Regions from separate parts of the Sus scrofa genome. Here region 2 is linked to region 1. The links are chromatin contacts, called in public Hi-C maps. All regions are on one chromosome and are shown on one strand. The core of a region is the stretch at or near the end of the contact, and the rest is flanking DNA. Distances in the headings are between cores, read along the strand shown. Region 1 has its middle 95 kb from the start of SUMF1. Region 2 has its middle 43 kb from the start of BHLHE40.

Evidence for each region. Hi-C and Micro-C count contacts between places; a contact is called where the count stands out from the background.
Region 2: a Hi-C map of omental adipose tissue shows a contact between it and region 1, with 1.7 times the contacts expected there. The contact joins two enhancer-like sites. A contact is called at or near these places in 7 of 47 Hi-C or Micro-C datasets (embryonic fibroblasts, heart right ventricle, omental adipose tissue and 3 more) and 1 of 2 datasets of contacts at active chromatin or transcription factors (alveolar macrophages).

What each region holds. Positions count from the first base shown.
Region 1 is chr13:60,938,355-60,945,670 of Sscrofa11.1, forward strand. No RefSeq gene overlaps it. Among named protein-coding and RNA genes, the nearest start is that of SUMF1, 95 kb to the right of the region's middle. Within about 2 kb of position 4,762, at least 7 of the 83 cell types and tissues checked have an H3K27ac peak or open chromatin away from gene starts, as enhancers often do. A contact at or near this core is called in omental adipose tissue, where this site is marked.
Region 2 is chr13:61,567,797-61,575,112 of Sscrofa11.1, forward strand. No RefSeq gene overlaps it. Among named protein-coding and RNA genes, the nearest start is that of BHLHE40, 43 kb to the left of the region's middle. Within about 2 kb of position 4,660, at least 66 of the 83 cell types and tissues checked have an H3K27ac peak or open chromatin away from gene starts, as enhancers often do. A contact at or near this core is called in omental adipose tissue, where this site is marked.

The DNA of each region.
Region 1 (7,316 bases), core at 3,512-6,011:
AACTACTTCAAGCTGCCACAGATGGAAGTACAAGAAACTGTCCAAAGCTAATAGCCCAAAAGCGGTAATCAATGTGATTCATCCTTTGGCTTGACTAACATATCCTGGTGCAAAAGATTTTGTTAATAAATATAAAATTACAAAGTGAATGTGGTTCCCATATTAGTGAGGTTTTTTTTCCTCCCTACCAAACTGAACATTTACAAACGTCTGGAACAGAGGCAAAAGCTGAAGTTGGAAGCTGCCCTGAAACCGCATCTTAGGAAACAATGCCCAGTTTTCAGACCCATAGCATAGTTAGGGGTATTGAGTAAGAAACTTAAACCCAGTTTTACAAAGACCCAGAGATTTACTCTTATCAAATAAGTCCTCCCATGTGCTTTTTCAGAGTGTTATTTAACAAGCATGCTGCAGGACACTTTTTCTTTCATTCTTCATACATGATCTCAATTGTCTTATCAGCTGCATTTTTTTTTTCATGAATTTGAGCCTGGTATGAATGAACTGACAACACACCTTTCGATCTTCATTATTTCCAGCATAAGAATGTTTCCCATATACCCAGCCTTCTCCCACCTTGCCCCTAAAAAAAAAAAAATCCACTTCTTTATGGAAACATGTTCACTTTGTAAAAAGCAGCAGCAGCACATTCTAGAAAAGACAAAGATGTGATGAAAACATGCCTTTTGAAAATGCAGAGTCCTAACTTTGGATGTCTCATGGCCATACTGAGAATGATACGGAAGGGATATTTAGCAGGTCAAAGATTTGCATGCAGATTACCCTCTACTGACAATTTTAACCTTCTTGCCTTGAATGTACCTTTTCTAAAAGTATTCCCACTTAATTTTCAAAATCTGAAGAACAAATCAGTTAATAACTTACCCAAAGTCACACATCTAGCAAGCAGTAGGGCAAGAATTTAAACCAAGACAGTCTGGCTCCAGAGTCCACATTCTTAATCACAAATCCATTCCATCTCCTCAACCTTTACCTTTCTTTTTCTCCTTGAGGCCAACTTTTGCCTTCCTCTTGCCTCTCCAATCCACCCCTCCCCTCCCCAAATTCATAATAAAACTGCATACTTAGTGATGCCATGCAGAGAAGTCACAAAAATGGTGTGGGTCCTGATTCTGCCTTATTCAGCCATGTCACTGGGACACCTTGCAAACACACAGCCCTAGCTGCCTAAGTCCACAATGGGAATACTAATAAAAAATAACCAGTGTTTCCCCCTTCCCACAAGATTGCCTGCAGATTAAATTAGATCAGGTACAGAAGGCCTGGCCAAGGGGTGCCTAAATTTGTTCCAGGCAAGAGGAAGGTAGAACAATGACAATCATACAGCACAGTGAAGACAACTCCACCAAAGGAAATGAGCTGCTTCATGAAAGTAACACTTTGAGCTTTCTCACTCGCTTTATGATACAACCATCACCTGATGGGGCAGACAGTTGACTTGCAGGGTCCCACCACACCTCCTCAAGCAGAGGCTGCAACAGCAGGGGAAATTAAACTACGTACACCTAACATTACAAAGCCCTTTGGGGAGTCCTATATCAGAGGGACTCCAGCTACAGGATTGTTTGGGGCCGTCCATGCATAGGATTGTCAGAGAACCCAACTCCATTATCACCATCTCTGTGAAAATGTGACAACCATGGCGGGGCCATTTGCCTGCGCTGCTGCCCAGGCTTCCTCTTCCTGACCCTGTGAGGTCACTGCTTCAACTAAATTATTGGTGGGTCTTCTTGGAGCCAGGGCAGGAAATTCTCCTCTGCATGTATTTAATAGGTCTCCCAAAAGGAATAGGAAAGAAGCACTTCTTAACATATCGTTTTACTTACTCTTGTGGTCATTTAAACTCAGTTCTTCTTGATTATTTTCAGAAGAGATGGAGAAGATATTATTCCCAAGACAGATTCAGTCACCATCTGACCTTGCTTTTCTCCTAGATCAGAAGCCCTCAAACTCTTCTGGGGCTCCCAGGACCCCTATACATGCCCACATCTTACTGAAGACCCCCAGAGAGCTTCTGTAATATAGCTTATAGCTAATGTATAGCATATCAAAAATTAAGACTGGAAAAAATTTAAAATATAAAAATATACAAGCTCATATTTTATGATCCATCAAGCTATAAATCATGTAGTACGTGGAAAATCCCTCAATATACTCACCATACACTCATAAAAAAGGCAAACCACATCTTATTATTAGGAAAACAATTTCGACTCAGCCCCCTAAATGGGGTCCAGAGACCACACTTTGAGAGCTACTGTTCTCAAAACCTGTTGCACCAATCCCTGTGAGGGCTGCCAAACCCTCAACTATTCTTTGGACCTTTGGACATCGTTTTGAGGGTTTTGTTTTCATTGTTGTTATTTTTTTTTTTCCCCAAGGCATGTGGAAGTTGCCTGGCCAGGGATCGAACCCATGCCACATCAGTGACCTAGCCACTGCAGTGACAACTCCAGATCCTTAACCCGCTGTGCCACAGGAGAACTCTCCACCTGGAGTTTTAAATCTGGTAATTTATGAGGTTAGAGTCTAGATCATGGACCAATCATCTCAGAGAAAAATTAAATAAGAAATAATTTAAATGACTTAGCAGAATTACCTTTTAAAAAAATTCTCTGGAATGCAAATTAGCATTGAAAACATATGTAACATTAACAGGCTAGTCAACATATTATTGGCCAAGATTCTGCCCTCCCTTGTCTGTTTTCTTTCTTTTAATTATTGTTATGCCTACAAATGACATTTTCTTGATATTAAACCTGCCAGAGGTTCTTTGTGAGAGAGACTGAAGAGGAAAAGCTTCAGAATTATACAATGTATGTAGAAATAACCAGATCTAATTTTCTCCTTTAAAGAGAACTTTGGGGAACAGATGGACGGTACAATATCAGCACATTTTTCAAATTTAAGTATTAACAGAGGTTTGGGAATCAATCATGTCAGCTTTTCTTTCTTTCTTTCTTTTTAAGTGTTTGAGATAGAGGTCTAGTTAAGCTTTTAAATCCAGCCTCTTTGATCTTTCTCCCTCTCAGCTCACTTGGCTCTCTGTTCTAAGCTGAACCCCAGGATTGATCAGGACTGTTTGGTGGTACCTTCCTGCTCCTCTATCTTAATAATCATACTCCTAATAGAAACAAGTACTTAGTAAGCACTTTGCCAAAGTAATTTGTGCTAAATATTTTTGCATCATTTCATATCTCCCCACAAGCCCAAGAGGTCATTGCCCCCATTTGCCTGAGAGGGCATTACTTGCTAAGGTCACAAGGTAGGTAGGTGGAGGGGTAGGTAAATAATCCCAGATAATCTTATTCTGGTGCTTTTTTCATATGATGCTAAACTGCCTTTTAAAGAAGCTAATGGAAGAGATTAAAGGGCATCCTTAGGTGTCAATTAGAAGTAAATAAATTAAATTTTATTTGTCAAGTGTCTGAAACAGAGAAAAACTATAGTCTTCAAAAAAGCAACCACAAAGGGCCCTTCTTCACAGGCACCAAACTAAATGCAGGTGAACTTTTTATCAGTGCCACCTGACAAGGAAGGGCTTATCTCTGTTCCCTGATTGACTGTTAGTTGGTTTCACTTTCCCCCTCAGTGTTGATTCAGAGCTTCTAATGTTACCCTGTTGAGGTGCCAAATTTACATGCTGGAAAAGAGTTGCTCTGATGGGTGTTCCATTTCCTCAGCAAAGAAAACAAGGAGTTTGTAAAACATGGCCCCGACCCAGGGGTAGGAAAGGATCTACCAGACCTTTATTTACTCTGAAATGGAATCACCTTCTTGCCTGACAATGGTGACTAATTCCAAAGGCCCAACCAGCCTTCTCATAATGATGATTTTGGGGTCAATTACCATTTGGGGGCAGATTAGAATCTGATTTGAAGCTGAAAAATTCCACCCCTTGGCGATAATCCCGTCAACTTTCCAATCCTAAATAGGGCAAGTTTCAGAGAAGAGCATTTCTCATTTTACAGCCTATCTGAATACTATTTGTAATGATTTTGCTTAATCAAAAAATTAGATTGCTGCTCCAATGGCCTCAACATAAAGAGTCAGGCATTCTGGCCTGCTGCCAGAGCTCCGTCTGAGGCTCTTGGAGTTAATAATTTCCACGGCATTTTTAAACAACAAAGGCCATCTTTTACTAATAGCATGACTGATTCTGGCAAAACCTATAAAAACAAGGCCTACTCTGGGGTAGTTTGTATTACAGAGAACTAAGTTTTAATAAATGACACTCACAGTCAAGAAACTGACATTTCTGCTATTCTTTGATATTTGTCTGCAAATTCAGTAGTAAGTGCCAGTTAATGAAAATGAACTGTTGAGAGCACTGCTGAGATTACCCATGGCTGTTAAATGATTTTAGGTGGGATGGCATGGGGATGGAGAGAAGGCAATTCTGCTAAGATGATGTCCTGGGCAAGCCACTGCCCTTTCTCACAGTTGGACATTTATAACTGGTACATTATTTACTCGATCATTTTCCAGAAAGGAATACAAGATTTTGTGCTCCTTGAAATGAATAAATTTTCATAATCTAGGTTGAAAACTTGCACCCTCCAGACTAAATCTGGCTACAGAAGCAATTTATTAGGTCTTCACAGTGTGTATTCGTGTTTGTTTTTCGAGGGTTTTTTGTTTTTTGTTTTTTTGGCCACACCTGTGGCCTGTAGAAGTTCCTGGGCTGGATTCAACCCCCTCTAGAGTTGTAACCTGTGCCATAGGTGCAGCAATGCGAGATCCTCAACCCATGACGCCATGGGAACGTCCAGTTTTGTTTTGTTTTTTAAATCTGATTTGGTTGCCAACATTAAAAACTCAGAAGACTTCACATGAGAATGCAGACAACCAGCTACTCACAGAAACTGGGGTACAGAGCAACTCTGGGCTGGCACTGCTGCACAGCAGCCATGGGAGGGCAGAGCAGTGGCAGCGCCTTTAGAATGGGCATCACTCACACATTCAGCCTGGGCCCTGTTCCCTCGAGAGCCAGGCTCCACACCTCCTGAATTCCACCTAATCGCCAGCCTGCAGGTTAACTCCCTGATGAGAAATATTGCCAGTGGGGAGGTTAGTGGAAGGAATGAGGAAGAAATGCATGCAAAATATCATTTTATAAAGAAAAATAAATCCCACCTTAGTCTCTTGTATGAAATTCCTAAAGTCTCAGAACCAAAAAAAAACCCCATATTTCCTTATTTTTTTCAAAATACTCCTTTTATTAAGTCCACTATGGATTTTACCACATAAAACAATTCTGTGTAGCCTGAAAACATAAGCCATTTTGAAAAGGTGAGGGCAAGAAGCCTAAAATTGTGAGCTTCTCATAGATGAAAGACCTGTTGCCTTATTTTATGTCAACAATAGAATTCTCAGTAAAGACGGTCCATTTCTACAGAAGTTACCAATATATTAGTTTGGAGCCATTACCCCACCACATTCTAGCCCAAATAAATACTTACTAAAATGAACAGCATCTCTTTTTTTTCCTAAAGGGTCATATGGACAACAGAGATGCTTTATCAAAACAAACAAACAAACCAAGGCAGGGAGGGAGGACTTAAAAAAGAAAAGTCTTCATTGATGCAGATCTGTATTTCATTTTAAGCTGTAGGCTGAACCATACAAAGTTCGAGGTCTCTGTGTAATTTGATGCTTTCCAAGAAGGAAACATCACTCTTGATCAAGATGACCATCATTCCCCATCCCTTTCCCTCTTCTAAACATGTTTACATGGCTTTTAAAAAGAAGATGTGACTTGTTACCTAATCAGCCCCTTGCGTACACCCCTAAAAATAAAGAAATTGTCCAGGATTCAGGACCAAAGCAGATTTGAGAACACAGATTAAATTTCCTCTATGCTTCAATGGGGCAAAAAATGAAATAGAAGCATAGACCCAATATATGAGCTCCTAAAAAAACAAGCAGCAGTAACAACAAAACAGAGTCTCAACATTGGTACTGGCTTATCAGCCAAGTAATCTGTTTTGCTACAATGAATATTTCTTTGATGCAGAAATAGCTCATAAGTGATTAGTAAACATAAGTTGGAAGACAGAAGGATGTGGAAGTTATGTTGGGGTATATGTTATTAGAGATGTGTTTTGAAACAATCAGGGGTAAACATTCTTGCAACTTAAAACTTTAACAATATATGAAGATCTCTCCCCACCCCAATTTTTTTAATCCTCTGGAAGCATAAATAGTGATTTAGTGGCTTCAAAATAGCTAAAATCTGCCCTATCTTAATCTCTCTGAAAATCTGAGCATTCAAATAAAGATACTACAAAAAATTCCCCCATCTTAAAAAAGATTGATACAAAAATCTAAACTCCGATTTTTTTTTTTTTTGCCTTTTTTTAGGGCCACACCTGCAGCACATGGAGTTTCCCTGGCCAGGGGTCAAATCGGAGCTACAGCCACCAGCCTATACCACAGCCACAGCAATGCAGGATCCAAGCTTCGTCTGCAACCTACACCACAGCTCATAGCAGCACCGGATCCTTAACCCACCAAGCGAGGCCAGGGATCAAACCCGCAACCTCAGGGTTCCTAGTCAGATTCGTTTCTGCTGTGCCACGATGGGAACTCCCCAATCAGATCTTTACTTTTGATAGAAGTGGTCTCCATTAAAAGCAAATGCCATTAAAAACTTATATCTTAACACTCTACTATTATATATATATAATATATATATTATATTTACATAAATAGATAAATAACAAGTACCTACCATATAGCACAGGGAACTATATTCAATATCTTGTAATAACCTATAATGGAAAAGAATCTGAAAACAAATACATATATGAGTAACTGAATTAGTTTGCTGTATATATGAAACTAACTCAACATTGTATACTTCGATAAAAACAAAAACAACCAAAAAACTAACATCTTGGAGAAGGAAGAAGGAGGCACCCCAGGGCTTAGGGCCACAAAGGACTGACTGGCTGAAATGATGGCTTCAAAAGACACTGCAGATTTAACTGAGGATCATTATTATTTTTGATAGTCCTCTGGTTACAAAGTTCCTTAAGATTTCAGTGGTTTCTCCCTACCTCTATTTCTCCCTTACGCTCCCTACTTTTTAGGTATGATTTTACAAAAGGTGAGGTTTTTTTCAAGAATGCACATATGGCATTAAGGCTGCAATCATTATACTACAATGTTGTCAGTCTGTTCATAAGTTAACACTCAATATTACAAAGGGTAGTGGCCACAGCTGTCAGTAGTTTGGTGCAATCTCTAGTCAGTAACCTAATAATGTGTTTTTTAAAAGAAGGGCTGGTTAC
Region 2 (7,316 bases), core at 3,410-5,909, 630 kb after region 1:
CCAAGCCACTTCGTCCCTCTGGCCCTCAGCTTCTTCATCTGTAAGCTGGGGCTATGTTAAGAATCCTGCAGTGTGGCAGAGTTGATGAGCTAATAGACCTAATGCCTAGCACATGCCTCACCTTCAAAACATGGTAGTCATTAGCATGATTACTGCTAAGTGAACTGCTGGAGACCACACAGCGAGTGAAGAGCCAGTTTCGACTCCTGGTCAGCTGAGTCTAGAGCACACACATTTCACCACACGGGACTGACTCACTGAGAAACCAGGAAAGTGGCACCTCAGCTGTAAACCCTCTCTCCCACAGGCAGACATTCACACACAGGGAGTGGACACTTGTTTTTGCCTGCCCAGCAACCATTCCCTTTCATTCTAGAAACAGCTTCCACCTCTTTCTCAGTCTGTGAGATATTTATGATGGGAAAGGAGGATTTTGTTTTGGTTTGGTTTGGTTTTTTTGTTTTTGTCTTTTTAGGGCTGCACCCTCAGCATATGGAAGTTCCCAGGGTAGGGGTCCAATTGGAGCTGCAGCTGCCAGCCTACACCAGAGTCACAACAACACCAGATCCAAGCTGCATCTGCAACCAACACCGCAGCTCACGGCAATGCTGGATCCTTAACCCATTGAGCCAGGCCAGGGATGAACTAGTCACCATGGATACTAGTTTGGTTTGTTACCACTGAGCCAGGATGGGAACTCCTGAGGAGATTTCTTTCTAATGAAGTTGTTATGCCAATAGAATGAAAGTCCAGGGCTACCGGGAAAATTCTTGGCTACTTCCTGGGCCCACAAAGGCACAGTTGAGATAGAGAACAACCAATCCTAAGCATTTGGGCACCTGGATTCAGCTGTGCCTGAAGCCATCTCCTGAATCTCTCCCCCTCTAGCTGATTTAAACCCAGTTTCTCTTCCTTACAACCAGAGTCCCTGACTGACTAATGCAAGTCTTGTCTGATGCTAAGGTCCATGTACTTTAAACCATCCCAGACTGACTCAACAGTGTAGAGACAAAAGAGGAAAAAGGCAAAACAAATAAATCAAAAACTTTCTCTTTCTCACTCTCCTTCATCTTACATACATGGCTCTTCTGTTAATGGTTGCTAGATGAGTGTACAAACATGTCCAAGAAAGTCCCTTCACGTTACCACTTATTAATAACCTAGTTACCTGCATAAACATCATGATTTTTTTGTGTCAGTACCATGGCTGTCCACATATAACCTGTGTCAATTCCAGCAAAATATATCAAGCCTCCATTTCGCTTCCCCTATGAGAAAACTAGGGTTGGCAGAAGCTAAGTAAGAATATGGGATTTTCTACTCGTAGTTTGGGATTGTCCTTTCTGTTCAACTCTTCCAAAGTAAGAATAATTCAGCAAATATTTACTGTCTCCTTCCCTGTTCCACTCTCCCTAGTTGCCTTAATCAGGATAATCAAGAAAAGTAGAACCATGCCACCATTTCTTAGATAGTTAGCATTCCACCCAACAGAAAACAAGCTCTGTCCTCTCCCTTCCCAAGGATGTACATCTTCCCTCTTTTACTTATAGACCGTGACGCGGCAGGCCTGGGTCTTGACCTCCAAGCTGGCTTTGGTTACTGAGGGCTTTACGAGCCCATCTGTTGGGCTGTTGAATCACTGAGTCATGAAGAGGAATGTCTCCCACTGAACATCACACTGGAGCAGCTCAACTTCCAGCTAAGCTGGCTGGTGACCTGGCCACCCCCGAGGGGAGAAGATGGGAGATGTGGGAGGTGAGGAGCCCGCTTGACGCAGACGGTCACCCCATGATGACCTCACCTGCCAAACCAGTGACTCACTCTTGCTTTGCCCCCTCCCGGCCAGATCTTGCTCATTTGGAATACCTGAGGGGAATACCAGTCTCCTGCACTGAGTGAAAACACACGATTGTGAGCTATTTTTAAAGGTGTGACGTTGTCTTACTTTCAAGTGGAGGCAGCAACCTCTGCCAGGCTAAGAAATGGGTCTCAGGTTTAAAGCTGCACCTGCTTTAATCAACACATAAGAATTCCCTTTTGAAAAGAAAAAGTCAGATAAGGATGGGGAATGCTAAGGCAGTTTCCTTTCTTTTTAAACAATTTTTTTCATTATGATAAAATCTACATAACATAAAATGTATCATTTTAATCATTTTAAGCTTACAATTCAGTGGCATTAAGTACTTCAAAATGTTGTGCAACCATCACCGTCACCCATTTCTAGGACTTGCTCACCATCTTCAACAAAAGTTCTACACCCGTGAAACAGTAACTGCCAATCCCCTCCTCCCCTCAGCCCCCATCTCTATCTTTATACCTCTATAAATGGGTCTATTATAGCTCTTATAAGTGGAATCAAGTAAAATTTGTCCTTTGGTGACTGACTTATTTCACTTAACATAATATCCTCAGGATTAGCCTATGTTGTAGCCTGTGTCATATGTTCATTCCTGTTTAAGGTTGAATAATAGTTCATTGTACCTGTATGCTACCGATTATCTAACTACTCAGGAGGGCTGTGATGATGAACTTAGATTCTGGGAAGAAAAGTGCTTAATTTTTTTTTTTTTCTTTTTTTTTTTTTAAGGGCCGTACCCATTGCATATGGCAATTCCAAGGTTAGGGATAGAATCGGAGCTGTAGCTGCCTGTCTACATCGTAGCCACAGCAATGGTGGATCTGAGCAAGTCTGCAACCTACACCACAGGTCATAGCAATGCCAGATCCTTCACCCACTAAGCAAGGCCAGGGATCAAACTCACATCCTGCAGGATACTAGTCAGGTTCATTACTGCTGAGCCACAATGGGAACTCTGGAAAGTGCTTTCTGAATTCTAAAATATCCTGCAGAATTGTTCTCACCTTGTTTACAGTATTTGCTTAGCAATGTTTTTTCCCCATGGGGATAAAAGTTACCCTACCCTAGCTTGCTTTAAAATTATAATACATTTTAGATGGAAATGGTCTGAATAAATATGCTTTTCTTGAGGTGTTTGTGTATAGTGCTTTCTCTCCACTCTCTCCAAAGCTGAGTGCAATTGTACTGAATGTCCACTCTGGATCCTCACACGAATTTATTAGTTACCAAGTATTAATCTACCAGCTATGGGACTCGGACAAATTACTTCACCAGTTTGTGCCTCAGTTTCCTCATTTGCAAAGCAGGGTCCAAAGTAATAGAACTGACTTCAGAGAGTTGTTGTACCAAGAGTGGTAATGACTAGTGGGTGCCTGATGTACAGTGGGTATTCAGTGTTAGCTGCATTTGTTATTATTATATAAGCCTTATTCCTTTTTTAGGATTATTTTTGTCCTGACCTTCTCAGTTATTATTCACACAGAATTAAAAATTAAATGCATGGTCTCCGCGCAGTAAAAAAATGCAGTCTTGGTTCCAGAGACTAAAGGTCATACCCACCATTTTAATTCATGGTTCCAGAGGCTGCTTGGTAATGGTTAAGATCTCTGGTTTAGGATTCAGTTCTGATTTTACCCCCTAATCGGTCTCAGATTTACTGGATATTCTGAGTTTTCTTCTCTAGAATGGGACAAGACCTACCTCTTAAGGTTGTGGGAAAGAATAAATGAGTTCACTTCTATGTCTGGTTGAACGTGTTCAACGCCCCACTATTATTATCAACCCCCACTCCCTTAGCCTGGCACAGTCTAGGTGCTCAATTAGCTTGCCAAAGCGAACTAAAACAAACTGCTTCACTGAGGGTAGCTTCAGCCAGAGAATCTTTTGAAGATAATCATTAGAAACTGCTCCTTGAAAGAAAAGAAAAAAAAAAAAAAAAAAAAAAGCAAAAACTTAAAGGACTGAAAAATCAGTTCTGCCTCATACAGGTTGTTTTAGGGCTCCTTTTTGGTCTTCCGATTTCACCCCCCTCCCGCCCCGCGCGCGCCTCCCCGCCCAGGGATGTTTCTAGACACTTGGTGAGAGTGCTTCGAGATCTTGATAATCCTGTAGAATAAGGAAGGTGGCCCTGCAGGGCGCCCCCAGGGGAAAATCCGGGAGGCGCAGCCCTGTCCCCCTGCGCGAGCATCCTAGAGCCAGTGGTTTCCTGAGTGGGCCGTGCTCCGGGTCACTTCTCGAGGGCGGGTTGGCTTCGCCAAGGCTACCAGGATGCTGTCGTCTCCATGACAACGGAGTGCGGGCGAGGAGAGGCAGCAAGCAAGTGGTGTCATCCTCCGAAACCAAAAGCCCCCGCCCCCACGCGGGCCGGCCCCAGGCCGCAGGCGGTGGAATTCTTCTGGGAAGGCGGCTGACGTCGCGGGCGGCCCTGGCCCCAGCCTTGGCAGCGCTGATGCAAGCGCAGCCCCGTGCCTGCAGGCAGGCAGCCCCGGGGGAGAGTTGGCGCTGCGCTCCGTCTTGTTCCCTTCCGGCCACCCCGCCTGGTTTTCCCTGTGCAGAGTCAACAGCTCCTGGGTGCTTTCTCACTGACAGGCCCAGTGGAGGGGGGGGGGGGGGGCGGGGAAATGCCCAAACCAGTTCTCCCCCTCTGCTCTTCCCAGACTTCTCAGGAAAATCCGAGCCTCCCAACCTGGCCACGTTTGGATCAATGGGAAGGGCTCTGGCGGCTCTCAACCGCTCCCCGGAGAGGGCCCAGGTTGCCTGAGATACCTGGTGCCAGATGATGCCAAGTAAACCGCCCGGATCACGAGGGAACCTTGTGTCTCTACACAGCAAGGCGGTAAAGGGCCTCCGGGGTGGAGATGGTGCAGCCAGAGCTGGTCTCCATCGCCCTCTGCTGGGCAGAAGATAAGGTTGCTCTAAAGTTCCCGCTGGGACCTCCCAAAGGGAGGGAGGTGGGTGGTGGAGTGGGGGCTGTAATATTAAGAGTTCACCCTCCTAAAAAAAAAGACAGACCAGGAAACCGAGGCTCAGAGAGGACAAGGGACCTGTCATTTGTTTTGCAGCTCCTTTAGGTCCAAGTCGGAACCAAAAGTCGAATTGACACCCTCATTGAACGATCTCTAGGTTTTGGGGGGTTTTTGGTTTGTTTTCCTCTTTCTAGGGCTGTACCTGTGGCATATGGAAGTTTCCGGACTAGGCAGCTGCCAGCCTGTGCCACAACCACTCAAGATCTGAGCCAAATCTGTGACCTACGTCATAGCTGGGGTCAACACGAAGCCAGGGGTCAAACCCAAAACCTCCTGGATACAAGTCGGGTTCCTAACCTGCTGGGCCATAAGGGGAACTCCCTCTAGGGTTGTTTTAAAGTGAGAAGTCATCCCACTCTTTATCATGGAGATGGCTCTTTACACGCCCCCACACTGTGAGGCCTTTCTCCATTGCTATATCACAACACATCACCAGTTCCAAGTGTGGTCCAGGACCCACCCTCTGTGTGTGGGGGTGGGGTGGGGGAATACCCAAACTCAAAACTATTTTTATAGCAAAACTAGGAGGGTATTTGCCTTTTTCACTATTTCTCTCTTATGTGTGCAGTGGAGTTTTCCAGAGTTCACATGACATATCATGCTCCAAAAGACTGAATGCAGAAGCAGGTATGAGTATCTAGACTTCTTCTATTAAGGCAGACATTTAAAGGGATTTGCAAGCATGTGAACCTATGTCACTCTTCTTATTAATTCTTTTAGTTTTAGAAAATAAGGCTAATGAAATTTTTTAAAAAGAATAAGGAAAGAAAAAATAGAAAATATGACCATTTTAATAAAATATGTTTTATATATAGGTAAGATTTATTTATTTTAATTTTTTTTTTTTTTTTTTTTTTCTTTTTTTAGGGCTGCTCCTGCAGCCTACAGAAGTTCCCAAGCTAGGGGTCTAATTGATGCTGCAGCTGCCGGCCTACACCACAGCTCACGGCAACACCAGATCCTTAACCCACTGAACAAGGCCAGGGATCAAACCTGAGTCCTCATGGGTACTAGTCAGGTTTGTTACCGCCGAGCCACAATGGGAATTTCCAAAGTTTATTATTTTAAGGTGAATTAACAATGTTTGTAAATATTACTAGTTTTCATTTCTGACATGGTAAATACTGATAGATAGAACCCACATAAACAAAGCTGGTTAGGATCCTCACCAGTCTTTAAGAGTGCAATTTGAGCCTGCGACCAAAAAGTCTGAGAATAGCTGCTCTGGGAAGTAGCCTCTTCCCAGTCACTGTTACGTCATTCTCTTTTATATACTTCACGGTCCTTTTCACTAAAGCAATTGCCTTGTTTTCATTATTGATCAATCAACTGGAGATCTCATTCAAATGCAGGTTTGGATTCTGCAAGTCTGGGGTGGGGCCCAGAGTATGCATTTCTAATCAAAAGTGCTACTGACACTGCTGGTCCAGGGACCACACTTCGAGAAGCACTTTTTTAGGGTTTGCTCTGTCTTTTTAGATGGTGCTTGCTGGGGACTTATCCTGTAAAAACAAATCAGGTGGCCATTCCATGTCAGCAGTGGGAGAGAAAGTTTACAAGTAGGATCCCCTCCTGTTTGCTCAGGGCTAAGGACCCTTGGAAGAAATTGTGAGTCATTTAACTTACAGATTGGGAGGGATAGAAAAATGGTGTCAGGGCTTAAGAGGAAATGGAGCTGCCTTTGAAAATATGCATTGAGCTTCAAACAGTAAACTGTAGAGCAATTCAATTAATGAGCATTAAATCAGATTACACCAGGGCCTACATTGCTGAAAGCTACCCATAAAACAGAAATTATGCTTCATCAGCTAGAATCATCTCCAACTCTCAAAGCACTTAGTAGATAGTTGAATAATGGGAATTTCAGTTGTCATGAAAAAAAAAAAAAAAAAAAAAAAAAAAAACCTTTACTGTGAGAAGGGGAAAGATTCTAAATATGCCAAATAGCATTTTTGCATTGGGGTGGAAAATTTGTTTAAAACCAAACTGCATGTAAGTGCTTCTGCAATCTAATTTGGGGTGGTAGTACAATTTACCTCAGTGGAAAAATTAATCTCTATTATAACTAGGTCTTTCCACTTACAGAAGGGAAGAAAGTAGACTGACGTAAAACCTCTACCAGTTGGGTTACACCACGAGAGCAGGGATTACAAACTCAGTTACTTCCAGAGGCCAGAGGAGTCACGCAAACCCAGGAGCCTGGTGGATTCTGGCGCAGAGTAACCATGTGGCCTGGCTACAGGGGCAGCCATGACTCTGCTTTGGTTTCTTGCTGTCGTGTTCCACCCAGGAGCCTGTGTTGTCCAACCTTCCCATTTTTTAAGAAAGAGCCTAGACACCAGGGTTCTATGTGAAATGTATATTTTTTGGGTTTTTTTTTTTAAGTCAGGAAAAAAATAAAGTGAAGTTCACAATGGAACGCATTTCTGTGC